Regions from separate parts of the Acanthopagrus latus genome. Here region 2 is linked to region 1. Evidence: chromatin contacts called from public Hi-C data. All regions are on one chromosome and are shown on one strand. The core of a region is the stretch at or near the end of the contact, and the rest is flanking DNA. Distances in the headings are between cores, read along the strand shown. Region 1 holds the start of rnf17 (RING finger protein 17). Region 2 holds the start of LOC119026307 (radixin).

Region 1 (7,031 bases), core at 3,218-5,717:
TTCATATTGGTTTATTGTCACACCCCTAGTAACTACACGTCAGGGCTGTAGTGGTTGTGGAAGTAACACATCAGGAATTTATATTGTCTTCTTAGTAACAACAACCTAACAGAGCCTTTTTCTACGGCAATACCAGTGCTCACCATGACCCACATTTTTTAATTAAGGTCTCATGTTCAGTAATAAAACAAGATAGGCTCACCATCACTCATTTCACAAAGCAAATGGAAGAGCGTTACAGTGGGTAAACATAATTAAAGCATGGTATGAACTGATTACATTCCCTACTTCGTCTAGTGCTGCAGTGGTACAACAAAGTGGGAGAGACACTTTAATGTAGGTATCTGTGGCTGGACCCCCATTAAGCCATCAAGTAGTAGTTTCAAATGAATATGTGAACCAGTTTAGGTAGGAAGTTAGTTTCTGTAGGAATATTATTTTGCATTACAGCATACAGATCCTGATTATGCTATGCCCAAAATTGCACCATTAGCATATCTAGAAACAGAAAAAGATATGAAATCAAAGTATGTTGGGACACGCTTTCGACCTCGCTACAGTTGGTTGGACAGGCTGAGACCTGACTAAAGAGCCCCAAGGCTTTAAAAACACTCGAGGAAGTCAAATGGAAATCTGTAACCTATGGATATAATGGGTCCATTTTGATTGTATTGTGAACAAATATGAAACATCCCCAACCCCCAATATGAGCATCATTGTGCATCATGTGTATTGATGTGGCCAATACACGCAAAAAAAAAAAAAAAGAAGAAAAAAGAGCAGTCCTGTGTGTGTTTGTGTCAGCTGACCTGGATCTAATTATAGCCACTACTCTCAGGCAGATATCAGCCAATTAAAATCACTTCAGAGATTTAAAGCAGAAAAATATAGAAATCTGTGAAACATGTGGATCAAATTAAATTACCCATATCGACTTACTTAACAGTCAGCTTTTGCGCTGTTTTACACTAGGCTGAAATGAGTATGAATCGTCCTTGTTTGATGGCAGGTCTTTCTTTGACCAGACAAAGAGATTAGGGAAGGTATAAAGCGGATGTCATTTGCCATCGCCCTTGCTCTCTTCATGCTGTGACCAAGAGGCCTCGGGGGGAGCAACCACTTAAAGCCAATCCACGAGTCTGCTGGCATCTCCTCGCATGTCTGCTGACCTTTCCTTGCTTTGTTATTTTTCTTCAGACGGTAAGGACCCAACCTCAAAGGATAGGCAAGAGGTTGTTACCACACCATCCTCACAAAGCTAGTGGGTCAGGAGGGCTTCCTAATGGATTCAAAGGATGATAAAAAGGTTTTCAATCTGAGTCTGAAAAACAAAATCTGTATGTCAGAGATGAGCTGACGTGGCATCAAGGTTAAAATTTGTATTATTAATGTATTTTATGGCCCATCTGCTTGCATTCTGAAGTTTCCCAGGAGACATCTGATGGCAGGTGGGGGTGCAAGGAATAGAAGGGAGGTTGTTTATTAATAAGACCTTTGAGGTGCACACAAATAGATATCTTCCTATAGACATCATCGCCACAAGAGATGACCCACAATTAGTGATTCAGGAAATAACGGCAATGAAGCGGACGGATGGTTTTATAAGGCCAATATGAGACATCAGGAAAGTGCTAATGAGACAACAGAGCTTAATTAAGAGCATCATTAATGAGTAAGTGATTTGATAGGGGTTTTTAGGGGGGTGCAAGGAGGGCTATTGTTCTTACGGAAACACGAGGAAAATCACCCGAGGAAGGAAGTGACCCACATTTGGGGAGAGGAAAGATGGGGGGCAACCCCCATTCGGCTAACAGGCACCCCCACATCCCCCCCTGGGCAGCCTGCTGATTGGTTCATTACCCATAGTAAACACATCTACTACCCCCCACCCTGGTACACACATACACACATACATACTTACCCTGCCCCCCTTCCAGACTGTCTATAATCATCCCGCCCTGGTGAAGACCGATGTCCAGATTCCTTCAGTCTCTACATAACTCTACACTCTCTCCATCTGCTGGAATTCAACGCGCAGGATGGAGGAATGAAAAGAAAAGAAAAGAAAAGGAAAGGAAAATCTCTTGAGGCAAATAAACAAATCTAAAACAAAAGGCCATTTTTCATTGATACACATGCTGTAAATTTCACCAGGAAACAGGACAAATATTGCATTTCATCTTAGACCTGTCCTATCAAATATCATCAGTTAATATAAGAGACCCTGAATTACTACAAATGCCATCCACAGAATTCACTATGTATATGAAAATGTATATTAGAACATACTGCACATGTTGTCTTTCTTAACCATCCATTAGCTCTGCAGCCGTGAGCTTCTCAACCAATCAATTACCAAAGCAACCAAATAATGAAGATGCAGATTCAGATGTGAACTTATGGTTTTTGCTCCACAGGTTTCTCTACACACACTTTAACAGGAAGATAATACGGGAATTACATCAAACAATACATTTACAGAGTTCTTTTATTTTGTACGTTGATGTCTTGTTTTTGTTTTTGTTTTTACACTATTTGAGACTTTTAATTGTATTTGTATGTATTTCCCTAATTCAGAAAAACACAAGAGGGTGTGTCAGATACATTTGAGGTGTTAAAGATCCCTGGGCCACTGTGTAAACTGATCTTGGATGTTTTCCTGCCTCCCATTAGCAGACAGGTGTACTTTGTACCTGCAGGCCTTTTGACACCCCCAAGGTGGTCTACTTTCCCCTCAGATCAACAGCAGGAGCTGTATTCATTTGGACACTTCTGCAGAGGTGGGAGTTGTACTGTTAAAACACATGTATTTCAAGTTGTTCTTTGGGGCTGCATCCTGCCAGCTCTAAATAGAAAGACCCCTTGATGTGCTGCACTTTCTTTCACCCTCCAGGGATCTAGATGAACGCTCTCTGAAGGTTAAAGTTTTGGTTGTGTTGCACTCTAGATGATTTACCTTTACCATCTGATGTCTGTGCCTCTCTTCCCTCCATTGGCTGTCACTCCCAATTACTGCTGCTTCGCTAGGTAGCCGGCCATTGTCCTCAGGCAGCAGCGCTGCTGGCAGCTGCGCTCAGATGGAAGTGAGTACTGACATGCTGCCATTAGATCTGCTGTGGAGCTTTGCAATTGGTTCAAGGGAAAACAAAAGAATATATCATACAATGTAAAATACAAGAGGAATGTATAATGTTGCAGATTAAGGATGTGAAAAATAAAACTATGAAGAACATACAAAGAGCAAAGACACAACAGGTCAAAAGCATGGTTTTCATGCTGCTTTAGCCTATAGAGACACACTGGTACACAATGAGCTTTCCTTGCATTATGTAGGTATTTCCCAAAGATATCCAAGCACATGTAATGCTGAACCCAGACATGCAAAGACAAAGGGATGCCAATATTTCCAACAGGTGGAGATGCTCACAAGGGTGAAATGTAATGTCAGAGATAAATATTAACCCTTTTTAGATCTCACATCTCTATCTCACATAGTATATATCAATAAAGTACATAAACATGACTATTTGCTCATGTAAGGAGCTCTAGGGTATATCACCGGTGTATACCTTAGTCTCTGGCGCCTCCAAGTGTCCGTAGAAAAACACTACATGTCTAGGACTCATGAAATCAGTGACCAGTTTTACCTACTTAAATTATGTTTAGAACAGAGACAGCTGCAAACAGTAATAGCATCTTTTTTTTGGGGGGGGGGGGGTTGTCCCACAGATTATTCATGTATAACTTATCAATGAACATTTTACAAACCTCACTTTGAACCTCTTACATAAATGCTGCAACGAGACTATTTGCAAAACACAACAAACGAGTCTACATAAAACCTATTTTAGCATATCTACATTGGTTAGCTACACGTTTTAGAATTCATTTTATCCATGTAATGGTCACTTTTAAAGCATATTTGGGGTTGGCCCATGATTATATCTCACACTTAATAAACCCTTATGAGCCTGAACACAGCCTGTGATCCACCTGCCGAGGACTGTTGGTAGATCCAAGATCCAAGACTAAAAACCCAGGGACACTGAGCTTTTGGAGTTATGGCCCCACAACTTTGAGGTAAGCTGCTGGAGGAATTCAGGCCGGCTTTGTTTCTTCTTTTAAATCTCTCTGAAAAACTGTTATTATTGTCACTATTATTGTTACATAATTTACCACTTTTACTTATTTTTTAAAAAATGCATTAAGTTATGCGTAGACTACCTGCTTCTAATGTCATTCTTAAATTATTTGATCATTTTGATAGGAATGCTAGTCCAAGTAGGCTGAGCTTACTGGTATCTCTGCAGGAAAAAGTATAGCCTAACGATAAAGTCTGTTACAGCTCAATATTATGCAATAAGGAAAAACACAAGAACGTAAAAGCCTGAACAGCTGTCTATTACCACATATTACGGTATTCTCAACAACTAAATGACTCCTGTCCTCGGGCCTTGAACGCACCTGTGTGGTCACGTGACAAGCACAAGCCACCACACCGTTGCGTTTGACACGAGAAAAAAACATTTTCATTAAGATGTTAATGATGGAAAGAGGCGAAAACTCCAGCGCTGTAATTTGCAAATTATGTGGAGACCCATTCTCTCTGCCTGGTAGGATATTTGAGCCCCTTTTCTCGCAGTTAAACGCTCAGTTACACCGTGTTTTAGTATAAATTAAGTCATCATTAGCTAAAACAAGTGTGCCGTCTTGCTAGCAAGTGGAAGCGGCCATGTTAACCTAAAGTTAACAAATTTAACGTCTTCTTAGGTCCTTTAGAGTCTTAAAAAGTGTGTTATTATCTAAACTTAAGACTAAAGCGACTAGCTAATGATATAAATGAATATTTTTCAGGGGTTCAAGGGGTTTGTCATTAAGTCTAGGAGGTGGTAGTGACCAAAGTTAGCTTAATTATCAGTCAATCGCACCTATCAAAAACGACTCAACATGTGATGCAGGAATGTTTTGCTAGTAAATATTCTGGTGAAGGACATTCAGTGCAACAGCAAATTGGACGTTTAGGCACTGATTCAAGTGACTGACTTCACAGTATCAGAAAGCAGCACTAAAGCTAGTCTCTCAAAAGTTTTTTTAATTGACGACCGGGTCATTACCATGAACCTGCCTGCTTTGTCCTTTATGTCTGCTGGCATTGCTTACAGGAATATTACTTATGGAATTATTATTATTATTATCATTATTATTATTATTATTATTATTAGTTATGTTTGTAACATGATCTAAGTTTGTCATAGTTACTGGAATTTCTTTTTGTTCATGCTACATTTCAGAAATCAAGTATGGTGTGAAATTGTATTATTACCATAACCAGACCTTTGTTATGGGCTCTGTGTTGTTGAGTTGTGTACTTAAATTTCCAAATGTTTTCAATAACGTTCAAACCAGAGAAATTCACAAGGTAAATGTACCTTTCATGCAAGAATATTAAATCTGGATACGGTGTTGGAGCCATAGCCCGGCTCATTCCTATAGGAGCCAAAGTTTATTTATTTATGTTCATAAATATCTTGTTCTGTGAATAGTTTCTTTCTTGTAATCAAATATGTTTTAAGTTCAATTGCATAATCTTTTAATAGATAAAGAACAGATATTTTAGATGTACCCATATCAATTTCAGGCTGACATTTCTAACTTCCGGGTTACTTACTGTTCAAGTCCATTCCCAGTACGGATACAGATAATTTATTTGGTCGAACAGATACTCATCCGTAGCATTCATTATTTGTGAATCTTTGACCAAATGGCAGCAAACCTTAACATTGTTAAATCACGTAGCAGTCGAGTCAAGAGAACCCTTAATGTTGCTTTGAAGTTTGCTTTTGAATTAAATGAAGGTGTGTAGTGACTATTCACTTTGATAACAGAAGTGTACATGATATCCTCTCTTCTCATTTACACTGACACTGCATTCTTCCTGCTTGTATATTGTGTTTGTCTTTTCTTTCCATTTTAGAGGAGGATGAAGTTGACAGCAACCTGCCTCGTGTGCTCTCATGTGGCCACATCTACTGCACATCTTGCCTGATGTCCATTCAGTATGACAGTGTCATTAGATGTCCGGAGTGTGAGGTAAAATTACCAGTGATCTTTCTCATGTAACTAGAGAGTGAAAGAACTGATGTGTTTATCAAACTTTTATAGGTTCCTGGATGTTATCCACTGTGATTTATTTGATTGGTGATTTTAAAATTATATGTGAAGAAAAACTGGTAAACAGGTGAAGCAAGTAAATCAACATTTTCACTGCATAACTGATCAAGACCTAGTTATCAGTTTTGTCCTTAGTGTTGAGAGTTAAAACTAAGTGTTAATGAAAGCAGCCTCTTGCTGCATGGGATTTAATCCAGCTGCAGTATAAACAGATCACAGTGAGACTAGAAATACTGCATGTGTAATGTATCCTTTAGTTTGACTACTGAATGTCTGAATGGGCTAATAACTAATATGGGTCTTTACCAATTTAACACTACTGCGGTAAATACACTCCATCAACTAGACTTTGCAACATTATTAAATAGATAGCGAGAACCGAGTTATTGCACTACATGAACTGTATTACAGTACTAATTGAATTTATATTTTTAATGACATCCGCACCATTAATAACAAAGGCAACAACATAGAAAAGAGGATCAGTGGAAAATGAAGGAAGTGAACAAATGAAGAAGAACATTTAAAAGAAGGTCTTTGAACATAAATGTCTCAATCAAAAATGTTAACATTACAAAATATCATAGGCTCAAGTAGAAGCATTTGCATTTCCTGTGAAAATACAGTGTGAATGCTGTCAGCTGAAGTGATTTTGAAAAATCTGCTAAATGTACTGGAAAATACTGAAATGCATAAATCTATGATAATGAATGATTCAAGATTTTGCAATTTTTTGAAAGCGGAATTTTTCAAAAGCTGAACGGTTTCTCTAGTTGAAGATAAAGCTGAATATTTGAAAAAGCTGAAAAGGCAGAAAGCTTATTATTTGGAAAAGTACAAGGCTGAAAGATCTCAAAAGG
Region 2 (7,031 bases), core at 1,287-3,786, 170 kb before region 1:
ATACTTGAGTGCTGAAAGTCTTACTTAAACTTCAGATTTTAATGTCCCCTGCAATGCAGATCTACATCCTGGTTCAACTTAGACCTACTGTACTTATTACTAATGCATGTGTGCACTTTTACATTACAGTGAATGACTATAACGGGTATTTCTGGTACATTCACTTTTGTTCCATCGACTCTTTTATTTGGGGATTACTAGAATGGGCATGTAGCCATGGCAACAAAAGAAACAGGGAAATAAGAGCCAATTTTCAAACGATGTAAACTCAGGTAAATGGAAATAGCATATGTTAAAAACTGACAATGACAAAGGAAAGGGAGATACAAATCTCCTCTAACAAGCCCCAGGACTTAAATCTCAACTATTCAGCGTGAGGAGCTGACTGGACACCACAACCAACACAGAGACATTTCAGACAGTCTCACAGTGGCAGCTGGCGTGCAAAGAGATGGTCAAGATTCAGCCAACTTCACATGCAGAATCTGATTTATCTGCTCATTTTTGTGTGCAAAATAGTCTAAATGTGTTTGAGCATACAGCAAACCAAACCTGGTCAATTCTTGCTGCACGTCAGACTTTTGTTTTCATTTCCAGGGGAGAATCCATCTATCTCCACAGACAGTTCCACTCTTCATAGAACTAAGACTTTATTTTCAAGTGCATACACAAAGATGAGCAGATAAAGATTCACTCTGGGTCCCTGTAGTAGCCAACAGGTATGACTTCAACTGAATTCAGACCTGCCCCGAGTCTGTAAAACAGCACAAAAACAACTATTAAAGTTCACGTCTGGCCAGGACATGACTACATTCTCCCTCTCTGGTCTGGAGCCATGAGATTATTCAACAGGTTACAAAAAATAGCGCTGCTGGGAGAAATCTAAAACCAGCCGTCAGAGGTATCTCATGTCATGATGGTGGAGCCTCTTTCTCAAATGAGTTGTAACTCGGTCCCCGGAGGAGGCGGAGCCGGGAGCAACAGGAGGATTTGACCGACAGGGATAATAGCCAATGAAGTTACTCCCCCTGCCCTAATGAGGCCAATCAGAGGCTCGCTAATTTCCCTGACGCCGGAGGAGCATCTGTTTGTGCCAGATGGAGCTGCCAGCATCATGTGTGGGCGCCTTAATGTATGCGGCTGTATTCAGGACCGCCGTCTACGTAGAAAAGCTGAACTTGTCTGTATTACACACGGTGCGGCTCTGCGTGGTCTCCAGGACGGAGGGTAGAGCCACTTGTAGCCACCCAAAGTTAACGTAGTAACGAGGAGGGAGACACTTTACATACTGTTTACAACCCAGCCTCAGTCTCCTTCACGTACATGCGTGTTTTTCTTTTGCATGAACGAGCGTCCGACCGGTTTCTCACACGATACACGCGAGTTTGTTGTTGTTGTCTGTCTCAAAGTTGAAGCGGTGTGTGTGTGACTTCAGCCGAGACAGACGCAAAGAATAGCGGAATTCTGTATCGACCACAGGTACTTCAGAGAAGCCGGAGCATAAATATGAACAGTGAGAGCCATGACAGCTCCACTGTGACAGCGTGCTAATCGTGTTAGCGGCGGCTGTTTGTTTGCTGCATTGTTGGGGGGTAAAAAAAAAAAAAAAGGCGCGTCGTCAGCAGCGACAGGGACCACGGCTGAAGTTGCCAACGGCGCAGGAAACATTGTTACAGCCCGGAGCGTCACAAAAGAGCAGCGGGGAGCCAACACAACACTGACCCGAGGAATTCCAACTCCGGAGCGAAATAACGAGCCGCGCGAGGCGCGGACACACGTCCGCGGGGCGGCTGCCCGCGTGTACACAGTTGGTCCGAACACCTTTACACGAGAGCTGGTCTCTTACCCGCCTTTTAGCTCGTTCTGGAAAAAGAGGACAAGCATGTAATTACCCCGACTCCTAATGTAAGCCCCGCTCTGTTGCATAACATCTGAAGTGACACACGGCACCTCGGCGCAAAGTGACACCGGTTCACTCACCCCGTCCTCCCGTCCTGAAACGTGCAAAAGAAGCCGGTTAGAGGAGGAGGTGAAGGTGGGGGCAAACTAGCCTCCACTCCGCCTTCAGCCTGCCTGTCAGATAGGTGAGTGTTATATAAAATAAAGAAGTTAGAAGCGCTGCGGCTCGTTAACGGGCCTGCGTAAAAAAAAAAAAATAGAAACAGCGCGCGGCAGCTCCTGGAAGAGAAAATAAATCCCCCACCGCGGTTGAACGGCTTAAAGGAAGCCAAGGCAGAGATGAAGGCGATAAAACTCACCTCTATAGGCTGCGCCGAGGATGTGTCCAACTGTCAGCCCCTCCAGCTGGCAGCCCTACTTTATATATCCACCGCGGGTAAAAATAGAGCTTCACCTCCCCGTCCTCTCTGCGCTGTTTACCGGACACGGTGCGCACCGGCAGGCTTGCGGTGCTGGAGACTCCTCCGCCAGGCAGCAGGCTCCCACGAGCGGAGAAGAGGTACAGACAGTCAATATGGCTGACGAACTTACCGTACCGAGGCGTGGTGAGCCGAGTCCTGCAGATTCACCCCCTCCCCTCCCGCCCTCCCTCTCTCACCCCGTGACTGACGCTGTGCAGAGCAGCCTGCGGCGGGGTGCACCCCGGGGTCCCAAAACTTTAACAGAGCCACGAGGGAGGGAGGGCGTCTGCACCCGCCCCCGAGGTCCTTCTGGTAAATGTGTCAGGTCACTGCCAACCCCACGCTTACTAACCGCCCGTAATGCGCCAGTAATGGTTTATAAAGTGGTCGGGTGACTGTAAAATCGATACAGAGGCTTCACTCAGTGGTTATTAGCACAGCTCTCTCCACATACAATTTGATTTGAACAGTGAAATTCCTCACTGAAGCAGTTGTGGATGCACACAGACCTGCCTCAGGTTGATGAGGGTTCACTCTTCGCTCTCAAGTTATCCTCTCACCTTCAATGTATTGATTAACTGAGTAGTCATCAGTGTAATGGCGGACTGTTTTTCTGGAGTCACTGGTGTAAGTACATTTTGAAGAAACACACGTCAGTATTTTCTGGTGTCAGTAAGGTGGATGTCTTCGGATTGTGAACGCACAAGACGTGAGAATGTCACTCTGGGCTCTGACACACTTTCAATTCTAAACATTATCTGGCGTTCTGTTGGACAGCATCTCACTGATCAATTGAGAGAGTAGCTGACTGTTCAATGGACAGTGAAAATATGTGTTTGAAATTAATCGAAAATAAAACATTGGCTTCAATATTAAAGCACTGTGAAACCGTGACCACGAGGAAGGAAACAGAAGTGGAGTTGCAGCTCTCTACGCAACTCGCTCGCGCAAAAGCCGGAATTATGGGAAGCAAAAAGTTTCTGGTAGTGTTCAGACACTTTCTGTGGGTGAGTTATGATGCTGTTTAGCACCATGTAACACCACTAGTATATTATATCATCAGATGTATTGATCACACATCTAAGAGGCGATTAGAGGCTCATGGACAGCATTGCAATTTAAAGTTACCATGTGGGAAAATCAATCTGACAGGACTCCTGCAAATCACATAGAGGTGGGGACAATGATGATGTGAGCGTGACAGCTCCACCTGTTTCTTCCTTATTGTGGCAGATGATTTTAGATAAATCACTTTAATACACCAATATGCCAATAACAGAGGTGAACAGTAAGCTGCACTTTTAGAAATATAATTACAAATCGATGCAGACCGGCTGCATGCCTCCTCGTGCTGTGACAGGAAAACAACCAGAATTGACAGATGTGTCAATGCCGTGTAGTCCATTCATTTTTTAGGCTTTCAGTTGCATGTGTCGAACAGGGAATTTACTCCAGCGCTGTATAGAAATCATAACCCTTGTGACGTTTGACTGTAAGAATAAACATCACTGAAAGTGGAGGTTCAGTAAACAACTATGTTACCCACACGTGCCTCACCATGCCCCGCTGCTCATCTCCATCTCCTGAAAAAGCTCTCCCTTTCATCACCGCCTGTAAATGAGAGTAGCCGTGTTGTGAAACAGAGCCCATGTGGTTGTGAGGAGGAGAGATGTGTCATCTTTGAGCTGTGAGTCACTGGCATGCAGCTTGCCCAAACCTGAAGTCAGAATGAGAGAACACACCAGGAAACTCCCACCAGTGGTATACAGTGCTGTGTGCGCTCCCTTAGCTTTGGAGCCAATGCTGATGTCAGAATGTGTGCACACATGTAGCATTTACACATTAATGCCACAAAATGTAGCTTCCTGGAGGAAGATGAATAGATTCTCATCCTCAGGTCGTCAGATACTGACACTCTGGGTTAATGACTGACCCGACCTGCTTTAATAGAGGTGGTTGCAATTTTAGAATCAAACATGGCTGATTTTTAGTCAAAATTAGTACATCTCTGCCAAGAAGGGGATCCATTACTGGTATAAATACACTGCATGACACCTCTCAGCAGCACAGCACAAAAATTGGATTTTTATTACCAACCCACACACAGTGGGTCTGTCCCTTGTTTCTTTCTTGTATCCTCAGTGAGAGGATAGGACCCAGAAAGTGAATTCATCATTTACTCCTCTCATTTTACTCACACAGTATTTGAGATGATCCATTTTTAGGACATGTCTCATATTTTCACATCAGAAGTGGTTCATGTCTGGTTCTGAATACAGACAACAGCAGCCCACAGTAGTGTGTGTGCGTGTGTGTGTGTGCCCTACCGTACTGCTACATAGGATTCCAGCCGCTTCATCACAAGCAGAAAGAGAAAGAAGTCAGTTAAAAATGGAGGCTGGATTATGACGGCACATCTCTTGGGAGGCTGATTCGTCTGTTTGGATCTCTGGCCTATTTTAATGTCGCTGACATACATGTGAGACATTTTGTGGAGAGCGAACAATCCTGCATGGTAATGATTTGAAACAGACCGACGGTTGGATAACTGGATGCAGTTATTCCTACACCGTTACTCCAAAACACGCCACATGATGCAGCAGGTGAAAACGCTGACAGAGTTATCATGTTGTGACAGAGAGGACACAGCCGAGGACACTCAGGTTCAACCTGCAAACAGCTGTCTCCCAGCTTAACACCGAGCATGTCCTCATCTCCTCAGCGTGGAGCTGTCTGTTAGAAAAAATAAATGTCAGCTCAGTGCCTCACACATTAACATATTCTTCACATTCCTCCCACACTGGGTTCCTCTTCTACTTTGCACGTCTTCAAGGCCTTGCCCTCGTCACCCTCTAGCGCGTTTTCACAGTTTTAGGAGGTAACGTAGTACATTAAATGGGATTACAGTAATCTCATGGGTGCATTCCAGAAACACAGCTCGTAGCGTAATTCTCTTCCACTAACACAGGTGAACTGAGGTGTTTCTAGTCTTTTAAGCCTTTTGCAAACTCAACTTATCCCTTCATTGAAAGTGTCTTTATGTTTTCATGGAAAAAAAAAACTGTAACAGGCTGCTCATAGGTATCTGCAGCTAAACTTTGATTTCATCAAAATTTACAGAGCTGATATATTTTATTCTGATGTAGTCTGCTTGCAATTTGGGTAATTTGTTTAATTCGATTTTTTAAATTTTCAATTTGATATAGCACCCTGAATTGTATGCATAATGCACTAAAGATTTTATTGTGTATAATTACTTTGTGCTTTATCGAATGATTATGGTGTGGCTGTTATTAAGAGCCTGGGACATGTTCCATCCAGGTTCCATGGGCGCAAAGTGCCTCACAGGGGGTTCGGACACGTTTTTATTATGCGACACTGACACCATGTGGCCACTTACGGACATGACAACAGTTTGTTCTTCTCCAGGGAAACAGGAGATACAAAGGCACTGCAGTAAAAACTTGGTTCACAGCAGAGCATCACTTACTTTTCTCTAACATGTTCCAGCCCATCAGTCATCTATTGTATGTGAATAACTGTAAATACGTATACACATATAATGAATGATTACTACAAAAATCATTTAGAGGTAAAGATCATTTGGTAACAGTTCGGTGTGAACATTTTTTCTTTGGCAGCTAAATTCCTTATTTCTCTCTCCTTCATGAATGCATTACTGCAGCAGTGTGAATGTGTCAAGGGCAGACTGCAAACCATCCCCCAAACAGAGGAGTCCAATCAAACACTGAGAGGCTGTCCCTGAACTGCACACTGAGTGTAAGCTTGTTTTCACACACTGATCATTATGGGAGAATAAGGTAGACAGGTTAGAGCCGTCCGTCTCTGCTCTCTAGTCCAGCTAAACTGGTAGAATAAGGCAGAAATACTGGGATCACGCAAACACTCGAGGGTGTAGTTTGACGCAGCTCCTTCCCATGATCGTAAAATAAGGTGTTCTCTGGCCTCATTCATCATTTTTAAAAGCGTTTAATGAGATTATGTCTGTCTCCAGAACAACTGTGTCCCCGATAGATGTTCATTAAAAAACAAAACAACAACAGCAGCTCCAGTAACATATACACACATGTTTGGAGAGCAAAGTTGTGATGCAAAGTGAAGTCAAACAGATCAGCGACAAAGCATGTGAAGCCCTGAAGTGTGTCTGCTATCAGCACGCACACAAGGCTTCAACCTCACTGCATTACAATCAAAGTAAGGGTTTTGGGAGTAAGTTTGAAGAGAGATAGATCTGCACATAAGAGAACCTTCTGTTTGCAAGCATAGGTGGACATCACAGGAGGGACAGAGGTGTCCGGAGCCCCCATTCACAGGACCAGAGATCTGTCCTCAACAATCTATATCAGCGAAAACACCTCATTAATTATATAACAATATGCATTAAAAACACGCACTGCTAATTCTAGACACAAAACAGTGTGTTTTTTAAAGATCAGTTCCCCCTCCATATGCCTTACAGTGTCAGTGGAGCGGTCTCTGAGTGTTGTAGCGGTGCCTGGCTGGTGGTGGTAATCAGCTTCTTTGCAAAAGTTCGCTGAAAACAAAAGACGATGTTTATCTTTTGTCACTTAGGGTCGGGTTTAAGCACAAAAACTTTTGGAAAAACAGAGCTCCTGGCTTAGAATAGCTGCCTGTTTGGGACGCCACAAA

The links. Hi-C and Micro-C count contacts between places; a contact is called where the count stands out from the background.
Region 2: a Hi-C map of muscle shows a contact between it and region 1, with 5 times the contacts expected there. The contact joins the promoter of LOC119026307 here to the promoter of rnf17 in region 1. A contact is called at or near these places in 3 of 4 Hi-C or Micro-C datasets (liver and muscle).

Annotation. Positions count from the first base shown.
Region 1 is chr9:6,027,772-6,034,802 of fAcaLat1.1, reverse strand. It overlaps rnf17 (RING finger protein 17), which reads left to right and starts at 4,467. Exons shown (of 38, transcript XM_037110323.1): 1 at 4,467-4,613; 2 at 5,975-6,090. The coding sequence starts at 4,538. It overlaps LOC119026279 (a long non-coding RNA gene), which reads right to left and starts at 3,115. Exons shown (of 3, transcript XR_005077096.1): 1 at 2,957-3,115; 2 at 1,922-2,017; 3 at 842-1,279.
Region 2 is chr9:6,193,595-6,200,625 of fAcaLat1.1, reverse strand. LOC119026307 (radixin) reads right to left here and starts at 2,536. Exons shown (of 16, transcript XM_037110580.1): 1 at 2,259-2,536.